2 separate regions of the Sus scrofa genome follow, and region 1 is linked to region 2. Evidence: chromatin contacts called from public HiChIP or PLAC-seq data. All regions are on one chromosome and are shown on one strand. The core of a region is the stretch at or near the end of the contact, and the rest is flanking DNA. Distances in the headings are between cores, read along the strand shown.

What was found. HiChIP or PLAC-seq counts read pairs in DNA pulled down with a chosen protein or histone mark.
Region 1: a contact with region 2 is called in an H3K27ac HiChIP or PLAC-seq map of alveolar macrophages, with 3 times the contacts expected there. The contact joins two enhancer-like sites. A contact is called at or near these places in 1 of 5 promoter capture datasets (liver), 14 of 47 Hi-C or Micro-C datasets (alveolar macrophages, blood, embryonic fibroblasts and 6 more) and 2 of 2 datasets of contacts at active chromatin or transcription factors (alveolar macrophages and skeletal muscle).

The regions. Positions count from the first base shown.
Region 1 is chr3:126,211,649-126,218,054 of Sscrofa11.1, forward strand. It overlaps a transcript of HPCAL1 not described here. Among named protein-coding and RNA genes, the nearest start is that of HPCAL1, 100 kb to the left of the region's middle. Within about 2 kb of position 4,278, at least 3 of the 83 cell types and tissues checked have an H3K27ac peak or open chromatin away from gene starts, as enhancers often do. A contact at or near this core is called in alveolar macrophages, where this site is marked.
Region 2 is chr3:126,124,449-126,130,708 of Sscrofa11.1, forward strand. It overlaps a transcript of HPCAL1 not described here. Among named protein-coding and RNA genes, the nearest start is that of HPCAL1, 16 kb to the left of the region's middle. Within about 2 kb of position 3,188, at least 30 of the 83 cell types and tissues checked have an H3K27ac peak or open chromatin away from gene starts, as enhancers often do. A contact at or near this core is called in alveolar macrophages, where this site is marked.

The sequences.
Region 1 (6,406 bases), core at 3,028-5,527, 88 kb after region 2:
AGTGACGCAGGCGTCTCGATGCTGTGTTAGGCTTCTGCTGCCCTTCTGGGGCTCTCCTGCGTTGGGGGACCCTGGATCACTGAGCCAGCAAGAGCTGACGGCTGGATGTCAGGAGCAGACGATGCTGATGCCTGGGGTCCCAGGGGGGGCAGACCGGGACAGCATGAGATTTCATCACGGTACTCAGAACGTCTTGAACTTTAAAACATATGAATTGCTTATTTCTAGAAGTTTCCATTCAACATTTCTGGACCACGGTTGAGAGCAGACAACTGAAATCGTGGAAAGCAAACCCACGGATGGGGGTGGGGAGCTACTGCATATATGCAAATGGGTTGATTTACTATAGGAATTGGCTCACGTAATATGAGGCCACGTAGTCCCACCCTCTGCCACGTACGAGCTGGAGAACCAAAAAGGCTAGTCGTGTAAGGCCCAAGTGCACGTTCAAAGGCCTAAGAACCAGGAACATTGATGTCCAAGACAGGTGAAGACAGGGGTCCTCGCTCTAGAGGAGAGCCAGCCCCGCCTTTCCTCGGGCTTTGGTTCTCTCCAGACCCTCAGTGGATTAGATGATGCCCGCCTGGCATCAGTGAGGGCGATCAGTCTTCTTTACTCGGGCTACTGAACCAAAGGCTAGTTTCTTCCAGAGACGCCCTCACAGACATACCCGTACCTAAAGTTTCACCAGCGACCTGGCTACCCCTTAGCCCTGTCAAGGGGACACGTACAACTAACCATCGCAAGTGAGATTTGTTTCCAAGACTCTTCCAGATTATTCTCATGGGCTACTTTCAGAGGAGCAGTCCCCCATCCACCCATTTGGCTTCTTTATGCCTGGCACCATCCTGTCATATCTCCCCTCATCACCGCCAACAGCAGGGGTGAAAAGAAGTCCAGTGGCCTATTTAACGTAGTGGCCCCAAGGGTTGGGAGGCACTGCTGAGACCGAATGATGATGGCGGTGACCAGGGGGATGGTTCTAGTGATGAGAGTGATGGTGGCATGAGGAGGGTGGTATCAGAGCATGAGGAGGGTGATGCCGACGGTGACAATGACACTGACGGTGAGGAGGTGATGATGGCGACCGTGATGCTAAGAGTGCCGCGTGATGGTGAGAAGGAGGACGAAACTGACGATGATGCAGGTGTACCAGGAAGCCAGCAGCTGGCCCAGGCCCACCCACAGGGGGAAGCAGCTCCGGAACACAGGTCTGGCCCAGAGAAGCTGGGAGCCCTTCCCTGCGCTAGGCCTGCCCCTTCCCCCACTTGCAGCAGCAATGGTGAAAATAATGGCCAAAGCGCTCCCTTTCCCGCTCGCTCTGAGACCAATCAGCCAGGCCATATGGTTTTACCGGGTCAGGTAATAGCCCATCACCGAGAACAGATGCTAATAAAAGGAGCACTTCCTTGTCCTGTCTTTAGAGAGACAGGAGAGGAACAAGCAATCCCTAGAGAATAAGAATGAAGGCAGAGTGGATCTCATCTTATCGGGAAAAGAAAGACACCCAGACCAGCCAGAGCAGCCACCATGTCCCCCTCCCGCCCCTGGAAGCTGAGCCGGATGCCCAGGCTGCCACCAAGCATGGCACTGATGCCACATGTCTGAGGGATTTTTACTAAAACCTCACGCCTGCCTCGGCCCCACACTGGAGAGGGTGAGAGCCGCAGAGAAGCTGGGCTCGTCCGCAGTCCTGCCCCTTGGCTTCTCCAGACCCCCCGCCCCCCCGCCCTCACTCAGCCACATGTGTAAATACAGAAAATTGCACGACGTTGGAAATGATTGCCTTTAAATGCAGGTGATGCATTTGGAGAGGTTCTCACTTCCCTCCAAAAGTGACTTCCAGCCCAGCAGAGAGAAAGGATGGGAGTGACGGGGAGAGTGGGGAAGCTGTGGTCAACTCTGCTTTCTGGAAGCATCTGTTAAATGCACAGGAAGGAAGCAGAGACCTGAGCATTTTACTGCTGGAGGGAAAACGGGGCTGTCTCTCTCTCTTTCACACACACACACACACACAGCTGCTCAGAATCAAAATTCTGCCAATGCTCCCAGAAGTCCCCTTTCAGCCCACTGGCCCACACACACACCCCCAAACTCAATGCTTTCCAAGTGCCCAAGGTGGGGTGGTCTGAGGAATAACCCGCAGGTCTCTTTGTGCGGCCCCCCAACTTCAAGGTCACGGTGGCTGCATCAGGGACCCCGAGAGACGCGTGGTGGAAGATGTGAGCTGGGAAAATCCAACACAGCAGCTCCCCAAACCCCAATCGTGACCCTCACTGGCTCACTGGCACATGCAGCGGCTCTACAAGTCTGGGTCAACTGATGCCTAATAAATCTGACTTTGAAAAGAAATACTCAGTGGCAGAGGCAGCACAGAAGCCTCTTCCATCTCAGCAGACGTACGACCAGCCAGACTCAACTGCGTCCCCTAGGTCCAGGTTTCAGGAGGCTGTCTAAGGGGCTCGGAACCCCTTTCTGCACGTGAGCAAGCTCAGAGTCAGACAGCATCACTGAGCCAGTAAACGACACAGCAGAGACCACCTGGAACCCGCATCTCCCTGCCCCCACCCCGCGTCTTTGTCCAGGGATGTTTTGCAAAACAGGATCTAACAATCCCCATCCTTCAGGGAGGAACAAGACACTCTCTGTCCACCGTGAAGTTCACTGCATCCGTGGGCGAGAGACCATTTGTGGTCCAGGGGTCTAGGCACCAGACCCAGGCCTGCCTGTATACGCTGGGTGTACCATTTCCAGGCCTCAGGTGGCACATCTGTAAAATGGGTCTCCCCCTCTGCCACTTTCCTCAAAGAACAAAAACGATGCAAGAAAAGACCTCGGAAACGCAGAAGGCAACGGCAGGAAAAGCCACAGAAGGGCAGAACCCTACCACCAAGTAGGGGTGGAAGAGAAAGTGACAGGATTGAATTCTAGGGTCCTCTACTTCCTGCCGATGGCTCTGGGCTACTTCTCTTGCCCTGGGCATCCTCCACGTTTCCACTAGAAAAAAAAAAAAAAAAAAAAGGGCCCATCCCATTTGGCTCGCGCATCACTGCTGAAACCAAATAGTGTTTTGCTTTGTTGAGAGCAGGGCCTCACAACTCAACCACACACTTTGCTGAATACTCAAGAGAGGCCATGAAAGGGGAGGCACGCAACTTCAGTTAGTCTGGCTGATGTGCTCTGGTTGGCCCAGGGGCTGGGTGACAGGTGCGGGGCCAGGAAGACCTGCTGGCTTCTTCCAAGAGCTCCCTGAGCCAGAGAGAGAGGAGCCCTGGCTACGGCATCAGCCTGAGGGAGAAACCAATTCCAACTGGAAGACTCCAGAGGAGGAGACCCTCGGGCCACATTTATAAAACGAGAGGTAGGAAGAAAAGGCAGAGCTCGAGACAGATAGCCAGCTGGTGGCTGCCTGGGGCCAGGGGCGGGGACAGAGGGACAGCTCATGGGCATGAGGAGAGCTTCCGGAAGGAGGGAACCACTCTAAAACTGGATTGTGGTGAAGGTTGCGCAATGCTTACCGTTTATTGGAAAGTATGGAATAGCACCCTTGAAATGGGTACACTTGATGCTATATAAACGCTGGGGATTTAATTGCGTTTTTTAAAGACTTAGTAGGAGATCAGCGGATGGGAGAAAAGCAAGATGCTGAGACCACCCTCCTGGCCTGCCCCTCAAAGTCCCTCTCCCCAGGCCGGGCCAGAGCCAGGGGTCAGGGTGGGAGGCTGCCCTCCAGGCTGGTGGCAACTCCCCCAGCAAGTCTGAGGGTCTCCCCATCCACGGGCCAAAACCAAGCTCCAACAGGCAAGGATGAAGCCCAGGACCATGCAGGTGTTCGGAGGAACTGAGGAGGAAAAGAACGAACATGGGAGGTGGTGAGGGAGGAAAGGGAGAGGCTGGAGGAAAACACTTTAAACACTGCCCTGCTGTCGGCATGGACAGCAGCGGGGAAGGAAGGGAAGCCAAGCTCCAGGCTAAGGGATGAGGCTTTGCTGGGCTCTGCTGGGGGGGATGGCGAGGGGAGTGGGGCAACAGAGGACGGACCCAGGGGATGGCTGCAGAAACAGGGGAAAGGGCCCAGAACCCTGGGGAGGGGGAGGGAGAGGGAGAGGGGAGAGGCGAACTCCGGCTCTGCTTTGATGTGTGCAGCTCGGAGCCCACACTCGGCACTGGGAGAGCTCGCTGCCAATCACAGCCGGCGAGCAGGTGCCTGGCCAAGGGGACGCCTCCCTTGCTAAAGCGGACCCGAGTGAGGGAAGACTTTGGTTGGGGCACAGGGCGTTAGGCAATCGGGGAAGGCTTCCAAGAGGGGAACTACACACCCCAACAGCTTTCTTCCTGCTCTGGCCCAGGATTATGGCAGTTTTCTCCAACGAGGAAGAATTCAATGACCCTGAGCGCTTCTCAGCCCAGGGTCCGAGAGCCATCGCTAACTCCGCAAAGGAGACTTTTCATCTAATGAGGCATGGGGGTGGGCAAGGACCCCAGGACCGCCCCCCCAGTCCCCCAGCTTCCTGCCAACCTGGGTTGCACCTCAAACTCTAAAAAGAAACAAATCCCCAGAAAACACAGCCACTGTTTTAGCCAGGGTGGGGCGGGGTACACCGGGCTTATAAAGGAAAGAGAAAAAGACATCTTTGCAGCCCTGATGAGGGCAGGGGAGGGAGCCCGAGGTCTCTTGGAAGGTGTTCTGAGTTAGTCACATCTCCTGAACGCAAAGATACGAAGTTTTGCCTCTGTAATTCAGAGGCTGAGCTCTCTTAAAGGATTTACTGTGCTTTTCAGATGTTTTATTTCTTTAAAGTTCTTTAGACGTGCACCTTGCTCAGTGCCTAAGAAATGTTCCACCTGTCAAACTGTACTGGTTATCTGAAGTTGCATTAAACCCACGGGACTATATCGCAATGGACTTTTTTTTTCCCCCCCTGAGGAAAGTAACACACACACACACCCCCCATGGGGCAAGTGGCACCTAGAGCCCCTAAGCCCGCTGTGCCATGTCCATATATAATGCCCTGTGTCATCCCCTGATTAGACACTCAACTCAGAGGGAAGAGGACAAGCGCCAGGAGCCACAGGAGAGGCACAGGTGCGCAGCCTCGCGTGGGGGCACGAAAACATGAAAGAAACCCAACAGGACTGGGGGAGAATGGCAGGTCCCGAAGGAGAGTGTGATTCAAGTCTAAAGAGCCACCCCACCCAACACAGTGACACCAGGGGGTGGCAAACTAGCAAAATACACATAATCCCCCATCATGTCTGGGCTGGCAACTCCTAAATTGGAAGCATTATCCCACTACAAACAAGCAGGGTTCAGGGCTTGCTGGAATGCGAAATTCTAATACAAACCTGATCCCCAACCTAGATAAAATTGCGGCTGCCAAGAAGCTCGCTCTTTGGTGCCAAATAAACTCTGGGGCGCCTTATTCGCATCCTGGATGATCAGACCTCGGCCCTTCACTGCTTTCAAGCGGCATTGCAAGGCCTTAGAGTAAGTTAGGGGAAGGCCGGCTGGCATCAAGGGAAAGCAGACTGCCCTGTGCATAGACCTCACCATGGCATTTTAGGCGAAAGTGACCTTGGAACTCTGCACACCGCCGAGCCCCGAAAGGGGGAGGGGAGGCTGCAGACCCCGGATGAAACTCCACAGCAGCTCCAGGTAGAAAGGGGGCCTGGGGAGCATAAAGCCGGGGCTGGGGAGTGTGGGCCATGGGGAGCCCACTCCTTGCCCTCCCGGCCCTTGTATGTCTAATCCGTCCAGCTGGGTGGCCAGAAATGGACCCCTGGATAAGTTCTGAAGGAATGGGTCCAAGCCTCTTGGGGAAATGAACGGGCCATTGGCTAGCGTGGGGCAAATCTCTGTGCTTCTGGGGGTCTGACTTCATCTTTTTTTCTCCACAAGAAGATGTCCTTCCAGGCTTCCAATTCCCAACGCCAAGTCCCCCACATTATTCCTGCACGTGCACCTCAATTTTCCCCAAATCAGAACCCCAAATGGAGCAGGAAAGGCAAGAAGCGGCACCACCTCCAGGGCCAGAACGCAGAAGGCAGAGACCCTGGCCCTTCCCTGAGGCACATTATCCAATAAAACCTCAAGAGCTTGGTAATTACAGGCGCTTTCAAAAGTGAAACAGAAATAGCGCCAGGGCCAAAACACTGGTTTCCTTGAGACAAAGAGCTGGTTTTCACTAGAGGAGGGGGAAAAAAAAAAATCCCAGCTTTTGGTCTATCTTCTGAGCAGAGAAAGCCAGACCGATTTTTTTTTTTTTAATATTACTATTGAATCTGATTATGGAGAAGAGAATAGGATTCAGATCAAAAGCCCTTTTCTCCTCTAGGATATAAAATCATTTTATGAAAGAGGAAAAGTAGGTTGCGTTCTAAGTGTGCTCCTGACGCCAAAACAGGA
Region 2 (6,260 bases), core at 1,938-4,437:
CCCTGGGGCGACAGCTGGGAGGACTGACAGAGCAGGTCTGTGCCAGGCTTCCAGGCTCCAGGAGTCCTCTAGGTGGGCGACAATGGGAACACTGTGTGCCAGGGCGGGGTGGGGGCGCCTGGAGAGAACCCACCCAGCGCCGCAGAGTCTGGGCGTTGAGCATGACTGTAAAGGAATGCCGAGAACGCAAGGCCGGTTGCAGAGGATAAGGTCAAGGAGAGGGAAGGAGGGCTGGACGGCGGGGGCTGGTCATGCCCCCCCACCCCCGGGCAAAGGCCCACGCCCCACAGTCAATGGATCCGGTCGGGGACGCAGAACCATACAAAGGCCGAAGGTGAAACCAACAAACCTCTGAATCACACAGCGTCTCCTTCTCAGGGACTGGGGCGGCTGCAAGCTACTTGCTCTTTTGAAGGAAGCTAAGAGGCCACAGCAGGCTGGACACGGCCGGCTGAAGGCAAGAGCCGGGCGGAGATGGCAGAATTGCCCCCAGTCCCTCCACAGACCTGCTATCCCTGCGACCACCCCTGGGGGGACAGAGCTGGGGGGGTGGGGGAGTGCTCAGCTCAGCGGGCTTATCACATGTGGAGGCTGGCGACACCAGCCCCTGCACGTCTTGGAGGACATTCCTCCTGGCTGCTGGTGCCCGGCTGGGCTGCTGGTGACTCAAGGTACCAGGCAGACGCAGAGCAGACGCCGTTTGCAGATGCAGAGCGAGCCTGCAGTTTCCCTCGAATGCCCCTGGCCAGGATAGGAGCCCAGGTCCTGCCCCCTGCAACATCTTCCCAGCAGGAGGGGAAGCCGGAGCACGGGCTGGCATCCAGCACGCAGCCAGTGTCCAATACGCCCTGGGAGGTGTCTGTCGGGGGGCGGTGGGCGCTGCAGAGGGTCCTGCAGTCAGAAAGTCTCCTGCATCGATGCTCCAGACCAAGCCTCTGTTTGCGCCTCTGTACACGGGACCGAACCGATCGCCCGCTTCAGAGGCTGCACTGGGGATGCGGTCTGTGTATAGGAGGGACGCTCCCTGGGCAGCAAGTGGCCAGCCCATCTCTCCCGACCCTTCTCTAGCCTTTTCGTCCTGCTGCCTCTTAGCGTCTCTGCAGTTTCTTTGGCTGTAAATGGAAATAATTTGCTGGTTTCACAGTTGTGAGGATAAAGGGAAACGAAGGCTGTGAAAGGACAAACTTCGAGCGTCAGGCAGCTAGAAGAGGGGGTCTCGCAGCTCTGACGATGAACGAAACGCACAAGGTGCTTAACGAGCTGAACCCCAGTGTCCAACAGAGCCAGGCAGGGAGGCCGGAGGCTGCAAGGGGGGTTCCTGCGTTTCGCCACAGACCCTCTCCCCAGCACAGGGGTCTGAAACCCTGGTCCCCACGCCGGGGTGGGCAGAGAGCCGGGGAGCCCAGAGCTCGAAACATCCACCAGGGCCCGTGAAACCCCAACTCCAGTTCTTCGAGGAGAAAAGGAGGGGGAAAGATGGGAGAAGCCCAGGCTCGCCGTGTCCAAGGCACAAGTCTGGCCCCAGCCTGAGGCCCTGGGCATCGGAGTGACACGGGGCCCATGAACCCCCATCCCGGGGAGACGAAGGGCTCCCCCCAACAGTGAGACGTCTCCTGTGGCTTCTAAGTGGTTCAGGTCCCCCTCAAACAGCCACGGAGGATCCTGCTCAGGCCCAGGATGGGTTCCCTGCCCAACGGGGGACTTGGCAGATACTGAACGAGGGCGCTGGACCTTGCCCAGGGCAGCCCCCAGCCTTCCTGGGGGGCTGGCCACCCAGATCTCTGCGGGGCAGGGCAGCTCTCAGTGGGTCTGTGACACACGTGTGCGCACACACCACATAGATGAGACTGCCAAGCCGAGCGGTGCGTCCCACTGTGTGACATTCTCCCAGTGGCTGGGGGATCCCGGCTGCGGAGGCGGGCAGGGCCTTCTCTTGGGGGTGCAGGGAGCCAGGGCTTCAACCGTGCATAGGCCTGAGCTTCCGGAGAGACCCCCAGCCAGCAAGCACCCCGAACCTGCGGCACAGCTGGCAGGCACCTTCCGGGCTCCTTCCTGGGTCATGACTGGACTCCATACAACAATCCTGAGCCGTAGAGAACGGTATGGAACAATACTGAGCAGTAGCGCTCCATCGGGAACAAATGGATAGATTAACTGAGGTAGGGGGTGGGGAGGACATGCAGTGGGGGAGAACAAATGGATAGATTAACTGAGGTAGGGGGTGGGGAGGACATGCAGCAGGGGAAGGAAGGAAAGGATGCCATCAGACCCTCAGGATTCAGACTCATTACCCAGAGGGCAGTTCCAATGTAAAATCCGAGTCAAAAAAATACCCGAAAGAGTGCCTCTGAATTCTTTTTCGGGCAAAGCGTAGGGGCTGGACTATCGGAGAGCTGGGAGATGAGGGGCATTTACAATGAGCAGGTGGGAGTTGGGTATCATCAGCACGTCTTTCTTCCCCCAGTTTCAGGGCCTGGGCCCTCTTGGGTAAGTCACACGTCTCCCGCTCCGCGTCCCTCATCTAAAACATAGCAGTTTGGACAACGTGGCCCCGAGGCACAGTCCACCTGCCCCCAGTGGAAGCCTCGACGGCAGCAGAGAAGTTCCCCAACTCGGCTGGGGCGGGTGACCCTCTCCCCAAGGTCCTGGTGGGCAGACCGCTTGCTCTTTGTCCAGCAGGTGGCAGGAGGCTAATTTCTGCCCGGTTCTTAGGTGTGCTGACTCATTTGTCACCGGCCCCAGACGAACTCTGTGAATTCTGAATTTCTGTGCCCCAGATGAATGCGGTTTGGTCACATTCTAAGAAATCTTGGGAAGAGACTGAGAAGAAATGACATCACAACCATTAAACTTAAGAGGTGTTTTCAAGACCCACGTGGCCCGCTGGGGTCTTGCGTCCTTGGAGCCTCCGGCAAGGTCCACGCCGTGAGGGGCTGCAGAGCCACTGGCGGGAGGGCTCCCACGAGTGGCTGCCTGGCTCCACTTACGTATGGTTCAGCCCACGGATCCCTGGGTTGTATGTGTGTTTTGAAACTTGGAAGAAAACTTCCCGTGAATCATCTCATCTGCTATTTGATTCATGTTTCACGTCTCTGGAGAGAAATGAAAACAGCATGTCATCCTCCGTAAAAAGAGGCATCCGCCCAGCCAAGACGCTAGGCGCACGAGTGGTGACGTGCCAGCTGCCCTTCGGTGGCCCCCGGGCTCTGGTCTTGAGTTGTCATCAGAGGGCGTATTTATAATCCCAGTGAAGACAGCTCAGAAACGTGGCCCTGGGCCATGTTTATTCTTTAAATCAGAGCACCAGAAGCCAGGGGTTCTTCAGGGAGCACTGGGGCCAAAGCACAGACTTGCACAAAGCGTCCCTCAAGCGGCTCTAACCGAGCACCTGCTGAGCGGCCTCAGAGCCAAGAGCAGAGACCCGCAGGAGTCCCGGGCGCCCTCAAAGCGCTTAGAGTCCAGCGGGGAAGGAAGGCGTGGATTCCTCCCGCCTTTCGACTCCGAGTTCAGTCCCAACTCCGAGCCCAGCACAGGACTGGGGGTCCTGGGGGTCCGGGGCGGCCGTGGCAGGAGGGCGAGGAAAGACAGGTGACATTCCAGGCCCCGGTTCTCCTCTGACCCTCTTTCCCAAGGACACTAAGCTGAGTTCCAATCACCCAGGGCCCAGCTAAGGATAATCCCACCAGCAGCAGGGACGTGAAATTGGTGAGAGGAAGCAGCGAGGGAGCGGGGGACGGGGAGAAGGCCGGCCGACGAGGGGGACCCTTGGAGGCAGCCCCAGCTCCTCCTTCTGTGGCCACGGAGCGCCATCCAGCGTGCCTACCAGAGGGCCCACCTTTCCCGCCCCCCAGTCTCTGAACTGCCCCCTAGAGCCTTTCTGACCCAGACCTTCTCAGACATCCGTGGGAAGCCAGTTTCTCGAGACCCTCTGAGGTCCTAGGAGCAGCCACCGCCTCCTGGGCCCATCCCAGGAGGACTTCTCAGCGAGACACGGGCCCCCAGGGGCTGACAAACGCGCGAAGATTCAAGGCCTCAGCAGGACAGGAAATGTGAAATCTGGGCCGTCCCAGAAATCCTGGGCCTGGGCCTGGGGCCAGGCGGATGCCTGGGAGGTGAGGGGAGGAGGAGCAGGGTGGGCTTGGCGGGAGAGGCAGATGGCAGAGGGGACGGCCCGGATGGGCCCAGGCCCAGCTCGGGGCCTGGCCAGGTGCCAACAGGCAGCGAGGCCTTGGGGACATGGCTCCATCCCTCGTGCGCTCGTGCTGGAGCCTCCCTCTGTCCCATCCCTTGGCCACTGAGCTCACACCGACCGGGCAAGGCTTTTACTACCGGCTGTCTTCTCCCCTGGCAGCTGGAGCCCGGGGCTGGGCTGCCCGCCCTCGGGACCCACACCGCACTTGGTGCAGAAGCCCACCCGGAGCAGCTCAGGGATGCCCCGGGCAGCGATTCCCGTGGCCAGGGCTGGCCCCCTGCAGACCACAGTTCCCCTCCAGCGGCTGCACAGCGGATGAGATTGCCAAGCCGAGCGGTGCGTCCCACTGTGTGTGTGTGTGTGCGCGCGCGCGCGCGTGTGAGCACATGTTTGCCCACAATGCTCGTCACGCAGGACCTGCCCGTGTGCTTGAGGGTGGAAGGGGATGCCCACGGGAAGTGATGCTGCAAAGTCATCACTCGTCACTCTAAAAATAAGCCTTGACACACAACCCAGGAAGGATGTCCCCTTCCTGCGCCCGCCTCAAAACCACAGCAGCTTCTGCTCTGCGGGCCAACTGGGGATGCCAGGTGGATGGCACCCAGGGGAGAGGGTAGCCCGGGGTCACGCCCTCTTGGCCCCTTCTCCTGCAGAACCCCAAGTCCCTGCCCTGTTCATTAATTTCTAGAACCATGGTTAAGTCTCTGAGAGTAGAGCCTGCGGAATTATCTCTAGTCACTTATGACGGAGCGTGAGAAAAAGAAGGTGTGCGTGTCTGTGTGACGGGGTCATCTGGCTGTAGAGTGGAAAATCGACAGAACACTATAAACCAGCTATCATGGAAAAAATAATCATTAAAAAAAAAAATCTCTGTGAGGCATGACTTCCCCTGTCCAGGGACACTGATTCTGCTGCTCTAGCACTCCTCAGGCACACTGCTGCCCCAGGGCCTTTGCACTGGCCGTGCCTCAGATATTAGCCTGCCCCCTCGCCTTCGTCCGGTCTTCACTCAGGCCGGTTCTCAGTGAGGCTTTCTTTCCCCAAGTCCTCTGTCCAAGACCAAAACCCTAACACGCATTCTTATCTCCTTTCCTGCTTCAATATTTCTCTGTATTTTATTGAGCCCCTTGCCTCTCCCTCAACTAGAACACTGCGGGGAGCCGAGAAAATACAAGAAGCCGAGGAAGGGAGCTTGCCTGAACGGTGCAGTTCCGAGGGCAGGCTCCTAATCAGGAAAAGGGGCCTGTCTGAACGGTACCATTCCGAGGGCAGGTTTCTAAACAAGGGGATGCCTGCCTGCACGGCGCAATTCCGAGGACAGGCCCCAGAAGACAGTAAGGCTCGCCTGCTGACATGGGTGGAAAACCAAACTTCTCAGGAAATAATTTCCATTTTGTGTTTCTGAGTGGGGATTGCGCCATGGGTAACTTCGTCTTTTCTCTTATTCACTTGCTATTCAGTTTTTCTCAGTCTTTCCTGTTATTTGCTTATTATTCTTATGTCCCATTCTTATTGTCCTGTGGTGATGTGTGACTTAACAAAGTTACAACAAGAGTGTAATAAGACTTTCATCCTGAGGACTTGCCCCTATTTTAATCCAACTGAGTTAAAACCTAGTGTTTATCTACTAACTAGGTATACAGTAAACTTTAGTTAGAATTTTAATGAGGTTCCTATAAGTTAGACATATATTATTCTTGACCAAAAGACACCTAGCTCTGAGTTATAGAAGCTTTTACGTGATAGCTAGTTAAGTTGGTTTATATTTTCTTACACTGTCTCCCTGCCATAACGCTTTAAAGATAAGCACCAGTCTAAAAACAAGATTGGTGAAGGCCAAATTCTCGCGTCTGTGACCTCTTCAAGTTGTAAAGACTGGCTGGCCGTGGGATGATTTGTGCTGTCCCCTCCTTTCCATGATGTATGGTACCGAATTGCCCCTAAATTGTACCCACTAAGTTTAGTTAAAACAAAGATCTTAAAACATGATGTGTGGCTGCTGTGCCATGTAACAGTTGACCACTGTACTTTTAACACTGTGATGTCATCTGCAGCAAAAAGCTGTCCA